Regions from separate parts of the Arabidopsis thaliana genome. Here region 1 is linked to region 2. A link is a contact called in public capture Hi-C data. All regions are on one chromosome and are shown on one strand. The core of a region is the stretch at or near the end of the contact, and the rest is flanking DNA. Distances in the headings are between cores, read along the strand shown.

Region 1 (5,377 bases), core at 456-2,955, 200 kb after region 2:
AGTTTCAAGATTAACTTCAGCTACAGTACCATTAAACTTAATTCTTAAAGAGTTTGTTATTATTTTGCATGGTTACCTTCTGATGGGCTTTGAGTACTAAAATCAATTGGGGAAAGGAACCAAATTATATGAGTCACCAGTTTAACTCAACAAAGCCAAACCAAAACAACTTCTAGATTATGCATATCTAACTTAAACCTATATATAGATAAAGCTGAAGCCAAATTGTTATGCACAAAAATTCGAGTTTGCAAAGTAGAATATACAATTGAAGACCGTTACTACAATCAATCAAGTATGAGCTGATTGAGAAGAGAGTATTCTTGAATGGTTATGCTCGCCTTCATAAGTCACAATAAGCATCGAAGTTTCTTCTACACATCGCTCAACATGCTTCCTCGCTGGACAACCGCGCACACTGCTACATTTATAGTATCCCCTGCAAACAACAAAAACAAGAAACAAATTATAAACCAAAACATATAAACAAAGTCCAATGTTTTTCTCTTCTTGTAATGTTATTTTACCTAGGATGAGGAGAACCCTTAATCGGCTTTTGTCCGTATTTCCTCCATGAATATTCATCGGGAGGTATGTCCGCAATCTTGTTACTGATTGCCGGTACTTTAATCGATCGTTTCACCCTTAATTTCCTGTAAACAAACACCAAAACATTGAAATAAACAAACTCTTAGAACACTTTTTTCTCAAGGAAGAACAAAACCAACCTTTTCTTGGAACAATGGCATTTGCTTTTACTTCCACATTTTAAACTACCAGAGCAACTAGTCCTCCTAGAATGTTGCGATATATGATCGGAACCTTGAGGTAATCCAATCAAATGAAAAGAGTTTCTATCGTAATCCGTCACACTACCATCCATACTAAGAGATGAAACAAACGATCTTGACCCATTTGATATACTTGGTGAATAACAACTAGCACCAATAGACCCATCAAACTTTAGATTCAAACCACTTTTGCTCCTTGAGTACACTCCTTGCTGATGGGTATGAATAAACTGATAAGGTTTTGGATCAACAGCTCGTGAAGAGGGTGGCTTCAGCTCGAGAAACGACTTATCAAGACACATATTCTGGTTAAACAACATCAATGGAGGAGGACCAGCTGGTACAATCTGAAGAGGCTTTGGTGCTAGAATTGGAATACAACCACTTATAGCATTATTACTGCAAACAGGACTCTCCAAAAACATGTGTTGTGGCAACAAAGAAGAGCTAAACTTGTAGTTGTTGTTGTTGAGTTTCTTTATCTTCCTTTGACCTAACCCTCTAGACAAAAGAGAGGAGACTCTCTTGAACTTGCAAACAGCTTCTCTTGTTTCAACCATTATTGATTTGGAATCATTGGTTTGTTGTGATAAGAGATTCAATACTCCATGACAACTTTCCACTGCTGCTTTGTTTGCAGCTTCAACTTCTTCCATTTTCTTCTTCACAAAGGATACTTTTAAAAAACGAAAAACCTCAAAACTCAAACGCTAAAAAAAACTATTTCAAAAGAAAAGAATAATCATCATGAGCTAGCTCAAACATGGAAACCATAAAAATCAAAATAATAGCTCAAGAACAAGGGTTAAAAGCAGAAAATTGTTCTCTCACTGTAAGAAGAAGAAACAAATATTCTTCTCTCAGTATAAAGCAAAGCTTCGAGATTGGTGAGAGAAGGGAGAGTGGAGATGGTCGTCACTCATCACAGTCACAGAGGAAAGGAGAGAAAAACAGAGTTCTCTGTAAAAGATTTTCGTGGTGGGTTCCATTACTGGACCTACTTTGCATCTACTTTTTCTTTTCTTTTTTCTTTGGAAATAATAATATTTTTGGTGACAACCAAATAATGTTCTGCATAAATATTAGTTTTGTGATAATGTGTCTTAATTATTTCTTATTTATGTATACTAGCTAACTCTTTATATATTAACTAGATTTTGATTCGCAGTATACCGCATGATTATTTTATTTTTTAAGAATAAAAATTTAATTTGTTTTTTTGATTAAAAATATATATGATTTAATGTTTTATATTTTCTAAATGTATTTTCTGAATGTATAACTCTTATATCTATATATTATTAAATATATAATTATTATATTTGATTTTTACTATTAAAAATGTAGAAACAATAACATACCATTCATTAAATTAAAATTTAGATTATAACTAAATAATTTAAATTTAAATTATATTTATTTTACTAATATTATTTGTTTTGTTTAATATTTAAGATAATATAATTGTATTTTGATTGTTTTATTTAGGATTTCACCCGTGGTATACCGTTTCGTATTACTATCGATCCAAACCCGTCCTACCATCTAATCTCGTACGACCCAAATTCAGTTTGATAAAATTAAACATTATTTTTTCTTTTTTGTTCAAATAATATTTTTATTAAAAGATTTATAATTCAAATTAATTTAAAAGTTTTCTTTTGAAATGATTATTTGATTTTATAGATTTCATATATTATAAACGTTTTTTCGTTAAATATTCTAAACATTTTATAAACTTTAAATAAATACAATATTTATTTTTAATGAAATATAATATTAATAAAGTCATAAGATTTCTCCTTTATAAAAGTAATTAGAAAGGAAATATTTTAAGAAAAATAGATTTTTATCTTTATGTGTTATTAACGAAAATAACATTAGTTAATAGGATATTCTTAATTCATTTAAATAATTATCTAAATGATATTTTTAACTCATTTAAATAATTATCTATCTTTATTAAAATATCTAGAGATAATGTCATTAGTTTGATATAGACATATCTCAAACAAATAATTAAGCAACTAATCTTTCCAAAATAAATATACAACAGCCGTATATTATAAACCTAAGAATTCTATATCAACAAAGACAATAATAGGTTAGCTTAAAAAAAATGAAATAATAGGTAAGCTTTTTAGAACTAAAGATCATCTTTAATAAGCCCACTTCTTAAACAATAAGTCTAAGATAATGAAATAAGTTTTTTTTTTCTTTTTTTTTGAAATCAATGAAATAAGTTTTAACAGAAACAAATAAAATGTATTAATCAAAATATTTTTAATGAATGACAATTTCAATGATGTATTATGTTGAGAACAACTGAAAAAGTTGATGTGTCATGCTAGAAAAAAATGGGTCTTATTTTAGATGTATTAATTTCATAGTACAAAATTTTTCAAAGGATAAAATAATATGGTTAAACTAATGCTTGACCTTAAATGATAATATATATGAAATAGAAAGATATTTTACACCCTTTAATCTCTATTGGTAACACATTAAAGACATTCTCATTTTAATCACCAATGAAGACATACTATTAAATGATAATATATGTGATAATGTTAAGTAGTACTTTTTCAACTAATATTAATACCGCATCATATCAACTAAAATTTGTTTAGTTTTCTCGATAATTAGCAGTAATTTACTTGAGATGTAGAAACTGTTTCACCGTCACCTCTCTATTCTTCAGAATCTCGAGTATGCAACTTGGAGAAATGACAGTTAAGATCTGGACACATGTCAAGGTGTGTCCGTTTTTACTCGTAATTCGTGTAGCAAGATTGTTGACTGAATATGCAATATTGTCTATTTTTTGTCTTATCATGAAAATGGAAACTTTCATACATAAATAACATAAATGATTAATAAAATTTAAAAGCTAGTTGCTCTTAAATCAAAAGTAGACAATTACTTATGTTCTCTTTAATGAATTAAAAATTAAGAAAAATTGATGTAGCACTGCTAGGGGTGTCAAAATGGGTCAAAATTCATGGGTCAACTCAACTCAACTCAACCCATGAACTCTAATGAGTTATTTTTTTTTGACTCAAATGAGTTGATGGGTCAAATGAGTTATTGGGTCAATTGGTTTGATGAGTCAAATGAGTTGGGTTGTAATGGTTAATGGTTTCAATGGTTTACCCAATTAACCTATCAAGTTTTGTAAAATTGAATTAAACCAACTAAAATCTCTAAACCAATGTCAATTTAAGCTTAACCAACACATCTAAACCAATTTAATAAAATCAATATTTTTCCAAAATTTTTAAATGTACAAGCGATGAAATTGAGAAAAAGTAAACTCGTAATTTTCCACCAAAAAACATAAACCCGTGATTTTCCCGCCAAAAACGTAAACCGGTGATTTTCCCGCCAAAAACGTAAACCCGTAATTTTCTCGCCAAAAACCAAAACCTGTGGTTTTCTCGCCAAAAACGTAAATCCGTGATTTTCCCGTCAAAAACGTAAACCGTAATTTTCCCACCAAAAACGTAAACCCGTGATTTTCCCGCCAAAAACGTAAACCCGTAATTTTTCCGCCAAAAAACGTAAACTCGTGATTTTCCCGCCAAAAACGTAAACTTGTGATTTTCCCGCCAAAAACGTAAACCTGTGATTTTCCCGCTAAAAACGTAAACCTGTAATTTTATCGCCGAAAACGTAAATCCGTAAAAAGTGGAATTCGTAAATATTTTAAGTTTGATGATAATGGATTAATAATTATTAATAATGATAATTATTTATTATTGTTTTGTAATAATAATTAATTAAATTATTACTTAAATGAGTTAACCCATTTAACAACTCAACCAATCAAATTAAATGAGTTATGGGTTGACCCAACCCATTTAACAAAATGAGTTGGGTCAACCCATAACTCATTTAACCCTAAACTCATTTGATTATGAGTTGAGTTGAGTTGGGTTACCCATTTTGACACCCCTAAGCACTGCATAAGTATTTTCTTGCGTTTATAATATATTTTCTAAATAATTTTTTTTTAACAATATTATAATCGATATAAATATATTAGTTAAAATAAATTAGCAATAATAAATTATTTCTATATTAGCTTTTTATTCTAGTTTGATATAGATTCCAAAAAGAGACGTACGATTCAACTGTAAATAAAATGCAGTGCGATTCAAATAGTAATGAACATATATACATGCATATATATATATATATATATAGTGATTTTTGTTATTATTGAAATAGCACTATACTGTGCGGTTTTATCACCATTCAAAACATTCTCATTTTTATCTTTAAATGTTTCTTACAAATTTAAGAACAATTTTTGGATTCACCCTTAGGAGTGAATATCTCCTATTCACCCATTTTGGTTAACCAATCAAAATACAGCAATATGTCATATCATACTACATTTAAAAATAAATCAAAACAAAAAACAATTTAAATTAAAAAATAAAATTTCTACAAATTCATACCGACTTATAATTATATTTAATTATAAAATCTAAATCTTATCCCCTCTTTTATAAACCCAAAACCGACATATAATTTTGTTTAATTGTAAAATCTAAACCCTAAACCTATTTTTTATAAACCCA
Region 2 (5,577 bases), core at 1,370-3,869:
AAATTTGATAACTTCTAAATTTCCAATGGAGTTTTTAATTGCTTATAATTAGAGAAAATTAAACCCTAAGTTAGTGTATAAGGAACCCAAGCAACAAATTTTATAGATTTTATGATGAATTTTTGGTTTTAATTTGTGAAATAAATGAAATTATCATTAATGATGAGATTCTAGTGAAAATGTTTGTACATTATGAAATAACATGGAGAAATGCAGAGGAAGATTGAAGACAATATGTTGGCTAGAACATTCTAATTATAGAGGAGACATATGAGAGCTCCTATAGAAGTTGTAAGAGAGAGAGAAAATGGAGGAGGTGGAGAGAGAGGAAGAAAAAAAAACTCGTGAATTTGTGTAATATGGATTAAAGACACAATTACCTCCAAAACATCGTATAAGAGTTCCATATGATATATTGTGTGTAATATGTATTCCTATAAGATGCTTTGGGGGTAATTCTGTTTTAATACATATTACACACAATATATCATATGGATTTGTTTCTTTGGTTAGTTTATTAAATATAGTTTTTTGTTGGTTATATTTCCAAGTTTCCTTATTTTAAAATCGTTGTAAATCTTTTAATACTATTGTAAACAATTTTTAAAGGATTTACAAGAATTTTAAAATCTTTAGAAATTCTTTTAAAATTCTTTTAAAACTCTTATAAAGTCCTTTAAAAAATTTGTAAATTATTTTTCAACTCCTAAAAAATTGTAAATATTTGAAAACATTTTTAAGTCTTTTTAAATCATTTTAAAACTCCTTTGAGACCTCCTTATAAAAGGTGTAAAAAAGATCTACAATAGTTCTTAAAGGATTTTAAAAGAGATTACAAAGGTTTTAAATCTATATCCCGCAAAAAACAAATGTTTTTAGGAGAAATTATTTTTCGAAAAAAGAATTTGGTGGGAATTATTTTTTGACTGGAAAATTATCGTGGAAATATTTTTGGCGGGAAAAATCACTATTTCATTTTGTAACCTAAAATATTTTCAAATAATGGTAAAATGGTCATTAAATTAAAAGAGGGTACAAATAAAAACAAACTATATAAAAGGGTATATTTAAAAATGGGTAGCTAAGGTCATCTTTAATAATTTCTCAATAATAAAAACAAAATTAAAATATAAAAAATTACATTCAAATTTCAAACTAATAATACTTCTAAACCGAACTTTTCTCTCTCTTCTCTCTCTAGAATTTTTTAGAGAGAGAAAGCTCTTCATTTTGTTTTTTGACAAAGTTATTGTCGGATTTTGTTTTCCGGCTAAGTCTGGCTTTGTATTTTCACCTACGTGTGAGTCTATACCCTCTATGGCTATTTTCTCTAGTTTGTTTAGTTTTGTCTTCTGCAATTGCAGATCTTAAATTTCTTCTATCGAAGGGGAAGTAGAAGCCGAGAGTTTATTCAGATTTTCTGGAAGCATCAGCTGCTCGATTCTAGTCAAAATGGGAATGAATCCTTCATACCCCCTACTGGGACCGTAATCGGCTAAGGATGAAGGTATCTCTTTATGATCGTGAATTGTGTTGAGTGGGATTCGGTGGTTCTGGCGCCGGTTCTGGCGCTTCATTAATCTAATGCTTTAGATCTGACCTCTCGCCATATCGCGGGTTATGGCGCTACATTAATCTGATAGTTCAGATTTCTGTTTGTTTACTCTCAGATGGTTGAACAAAAGGTGATGAAATGGTGATAGGAAATAGTAACTGAATTCTAGCAAAATCTTTGGGCAAAAAAAAACTGATCCGCTTGGCGTACAACGGTGGATTTGGTCGGCATTCCTGATCGGTGGAGATGGCGGAGCTGATGAATGAGTCGGTTGCGTTTTTTCTGCCCTCCGTCATGTGTGCCTCCACGTGTACACACATGTTCATTTTTGACCCAACTTGCTCTTACTTTGTAATCAATATATGGGTTAATTGGGCATTAATATTGTGTATGTGGGCTTATTTTCACCATGTAATCCTTTAAGGATTTAATGAAATTGACGAGAAAATAAAATAAAATAATACTTCTAAACCAATTAAAATCCTATGTGAAATCCAATCTTTATAATTAAAATCCAATTAAAATTTTATAACAATGTGGGTATTTTAACCGAACTGAACCGAACCGAACCGACCAAACTAAACTTAAACCTACCCAAACTAAACCTAAGCTTAGATTCAAACCATTTGGTTATGTTTCATCTCAACCAAAATGGTTCGGTTCGGTTCGGTTTTAAACTGAACCGAACCGACAACCCAATGTGTTTATTTAATTAATTAATTAATAATATTGTACATTACTAAATATTTAATTATTTGCACTTTTAATTTCTTTTCATGGTTTATTTGAATTAGTAAACTTAAATTTACAGCTTGAACTTGTTGATTGAGTTAACTATTTTAAACGACAATGAACGAATTTTTTTTGTTTCGTTACATTGATAAGTCTTTTAAAATCGAATTAAAAGCAAATCGAACTAAACCCCAATCGAACCATAGATTAATTCAAACACAAACCAAACCATATTAACTTCGGTTGAGTTTGATTAGAGTTTTACCAAACCCAAATAAACCAAACCAATCCGAATTCAAACCAAACCCGAAGTGAAACTAGAACGCCAGTAAACAATATTCAAATAGTATAAATTAATACAAAAAATAAACATGACACAAAAAAATTACAACATAATTGTTATGTTTGGTTTCCAAATAAATAAAAGTAGGTGGCGGGAAAAGAAGAATATCAGAATATGCGTTAAACCAAACCGGTTTAAATCCGGTTCAAAATCTTTAATTTTCCCAAGTCTCTTATCTCTTATCGACGAAGATGATAAGGTAACAACAACCACCATCATCGTCTCCACTCTCTCATCACCACCATGCTTTCTCTAACTGCAACAACTCTCAGTTCCTCCATTTTCACACAATCCAAAACCCATGGATTCTTCAATACCCGACCCGTTTACCGAAAACCCTTCACCACCATCACCTCCGCTTTAATCCCCGCTTCAAACCGTCAAGCTCCACCAAAACAACAACTCTATCAACCATTCCGTCCACCACCATCACCAATCCCTCCAAAGTTCCGATCACTCGACACCGCCGGAAAAATCGAAGTCCTCGCTGATCGTCTCGGTCTCTGGTTCGAATACGCTCCACTCATTTCCTCCTTATACACTGAAGGATTCACTCCTCCATCAATCGAAGAACTCACCGGAATCTCCGGTGTCGAACAGAACAGTCTCATCGTCGGCGCGCAAGTTCGAGACTCTTTAGTTCAATCCGGTGCCAAACCGGAGCTTATAGCTGCGTTTGACACAAATGGAGCCGAGCTTCTCTACGAGATTCGTCTTTTAAACACAACTCAACGTGTAGCTGCTGCTGAATACATTGTTGATCACGGTTTCGATACGAAAGGAGCTGGAGATCTTGCGAGAGCGATTAAAGATTTTCCGCATCGTCGTGGCGACGTTGGTTTGGGAGACTTTGATTATAACTTACCTGGAGATTGTTTGTCTTTTATGCTTTATAGGAAAAGTAGAGAGCATCGGAGTCCGTCGGAGATTCGAACTACATTACTCGAACAAGCTCTTGAAACCGCGGTAACAGAGAAGGCGAAAAAGGCGGTGTTGAGGGAGTTACATGGAGAGAGTGAAGAAGAGAGAGTTAAAGAAGAGGAGATAAAAATCATTCGTGTTCCTGTAGTGAGATTAAGGTTTGGAGAAGTAGCGGGAGCGAGTTCGGTTGTTGTTTTACCGGTTTGTAAAGCAGAAGAAGGAGAAGAGAAGCTTCTTGAAGCACCAATGGAGTTTGAAAGTGGAGGAGAGTTTGGTGTAGTGGAAGCTGAGAAAGATTGGAGTAGATGGGTGGTTTTACCGGGTTGGGATCCCGTGGTTGCGGTTAGGAAAGGAGTGGCGGTTTCGTTTAGCGATGATAGGGAAGTTTTGCCGTGGAACGGGAAAGGAGAGGCGATAATGGTTGTGATCGATAGGGAAAAGAAGACGGTGGAAGCTGATAATGGATACTACTACCTTGTTGTGGCTGATGGTGGGATGAAGTTGGATAGAGGATTGGTGTTGAAGGAGAAAGGAGTGAATGAGAGCTTAGGAATGGTTGTTTTGGTCGTTAGGCCGCCGAGAGATGATGATGATGAGTGGCAGATAAATGATGAAGATTGGGATTAGAATTCAATTAGAAGAATAGTTAAACAAATACTTATATGCTTTTGGTTTTGGCAAATATGTAATTTTTTTGTTTGATTGCTTTTTATCTCATAAATGTTTCTTTCATTGTTGTGTTTAGTGTCTAGCTACATCAAGATTCTCACCGTAGTTTTTAGTTGAACTATGTTTTGTGTAGTTAAAGAACATTGTATAAGGACTAGGGGATGATGATGAGATTGCAGCTTATAAAAGCCTATTCGGTAACAATGCAATAAACAAAATATTGTACATATGGTCTGATCTAACTTTTTTTTTATTATGTTTAGAGGTTAGTCAGTATTTTCTTTAACTATCATTTTTGAAATACTCTTTTTGTAAAGGGTGATTTAGCTGAATAACCATATTTGATAAACAAATTAAGAATATAGCACCATATGTATAAAAATTAAGAAAATAGCATGTAAGGATAAGGAAAAGATAATTTTAGTGTTGAATTGGAGGTGAGATAATTTAGTAACACTTAGTTTAGTTTTTCACCTATTTGTTTTTTTTTTGCTATATATCTTTTCCAAAAAATAGATTCTAATTATAAAATTTATTAGAAAAAACCCTATGTTTTTTTCTACATACAAAATAGTTTGAATTTTTAAAATCGGATTTAAATTTATAAAATAGTAAATAGTGTTTGTAAGTAAAAACATGTATTATTTTGGATAGAAATAAAATGTTATACTATACTATTTTGGATGTTTAGAAAAACTATACCCTAAGATACAACCTTGGCAACCCAAGCAACCAGATAACATAAGTGGTATCTGAAAAATCTACTTTGTCCTTCTCGTTTGTTTGTTATGTGATACAAAAAAAAAAAAAAGATTGAGAGAAGAAAGAAAAAGAGACGAGAGAGTGAGGAGAGAATGAGGGACTTAGAATGAGGTGGAGAAAAATGGGTAAATATGTCATTGTTTTTTTTGTCTTGTATTACTTTCTTAATTTATAAGTTTTTGTTAGTTATTCTTGCAAATTTCCCTTTTGTAAACTATATTTTTTTGTTTGCTTTAGTTTTTTCTTGTAGTTATAGAATGCAATTATTCTTCACGTTTTGAAGATATGTAAAACATTTATCCATTTCCAATGTTGCTTTTTTTTTTTTTTTTTTTTTTGAAATCCAGGAGGTTCTGGGCCGAAGCCCGTAATCCTCCCAGACCCGAAACCACATCATGTAATATTAGTTTCGTCCCAAGCGTCACTCGAACCGATGACCTCTAAGCTTCGTCTAGAGTCTTTACCAATTGAGCTAACGACATTTGGTTCTAATGTTGCTTTTGAGAGAGATTGCAAGGAGTTGATTAAAATTTTGGATATTCTGGATGAGTGGTGGCATTTGCTTCAGAATTAGAAGATTTCACTATTTTAATCC

The links. Capture Hi-C pulls out chosen DNA fragments and counts their contacts.
Region 1: a capture Hi-C map of root shows a contact between it and region 2, with 3 times the contacts expected there. The contact joins the promoter of WRKY74 here to the promoter of AT5G28500 in region 2. A contact is called at or near these places in 1 of 26 Hi-C or Micro-C datasets (root) and 1 of 3 other capture datasets (root).

Annotation. Positions count from the first base shown.
Region 1 is chr5:10,677,499-10,682,875 of TAIR10.1, forward strand. WRKY74 (WRKY DNA-binding protein 74) reads right to left here and starts at 1,706. Exons shown (of 3, transcript NM_122748.3): 1 at 729-1,706; 2 at 528-653; 3 at 101-439. The coding sequence starts at 1,447. The coding sequence ends at 292. It also overlaps the pseudogene AT5G28655.
Region 2 is chr5:10,474,937-10,480,513 of TAIR10.1, forward strand. It overlaps AT5G28500 (rubisco accumulation factor-like protein), which reads left to right and starts at 2,620. Exons shown (of 1, transcript NM_122733.3): 1 at 2,620-4,448. The coding sequence starts at 2,874. The coding sequence ends at 4,178.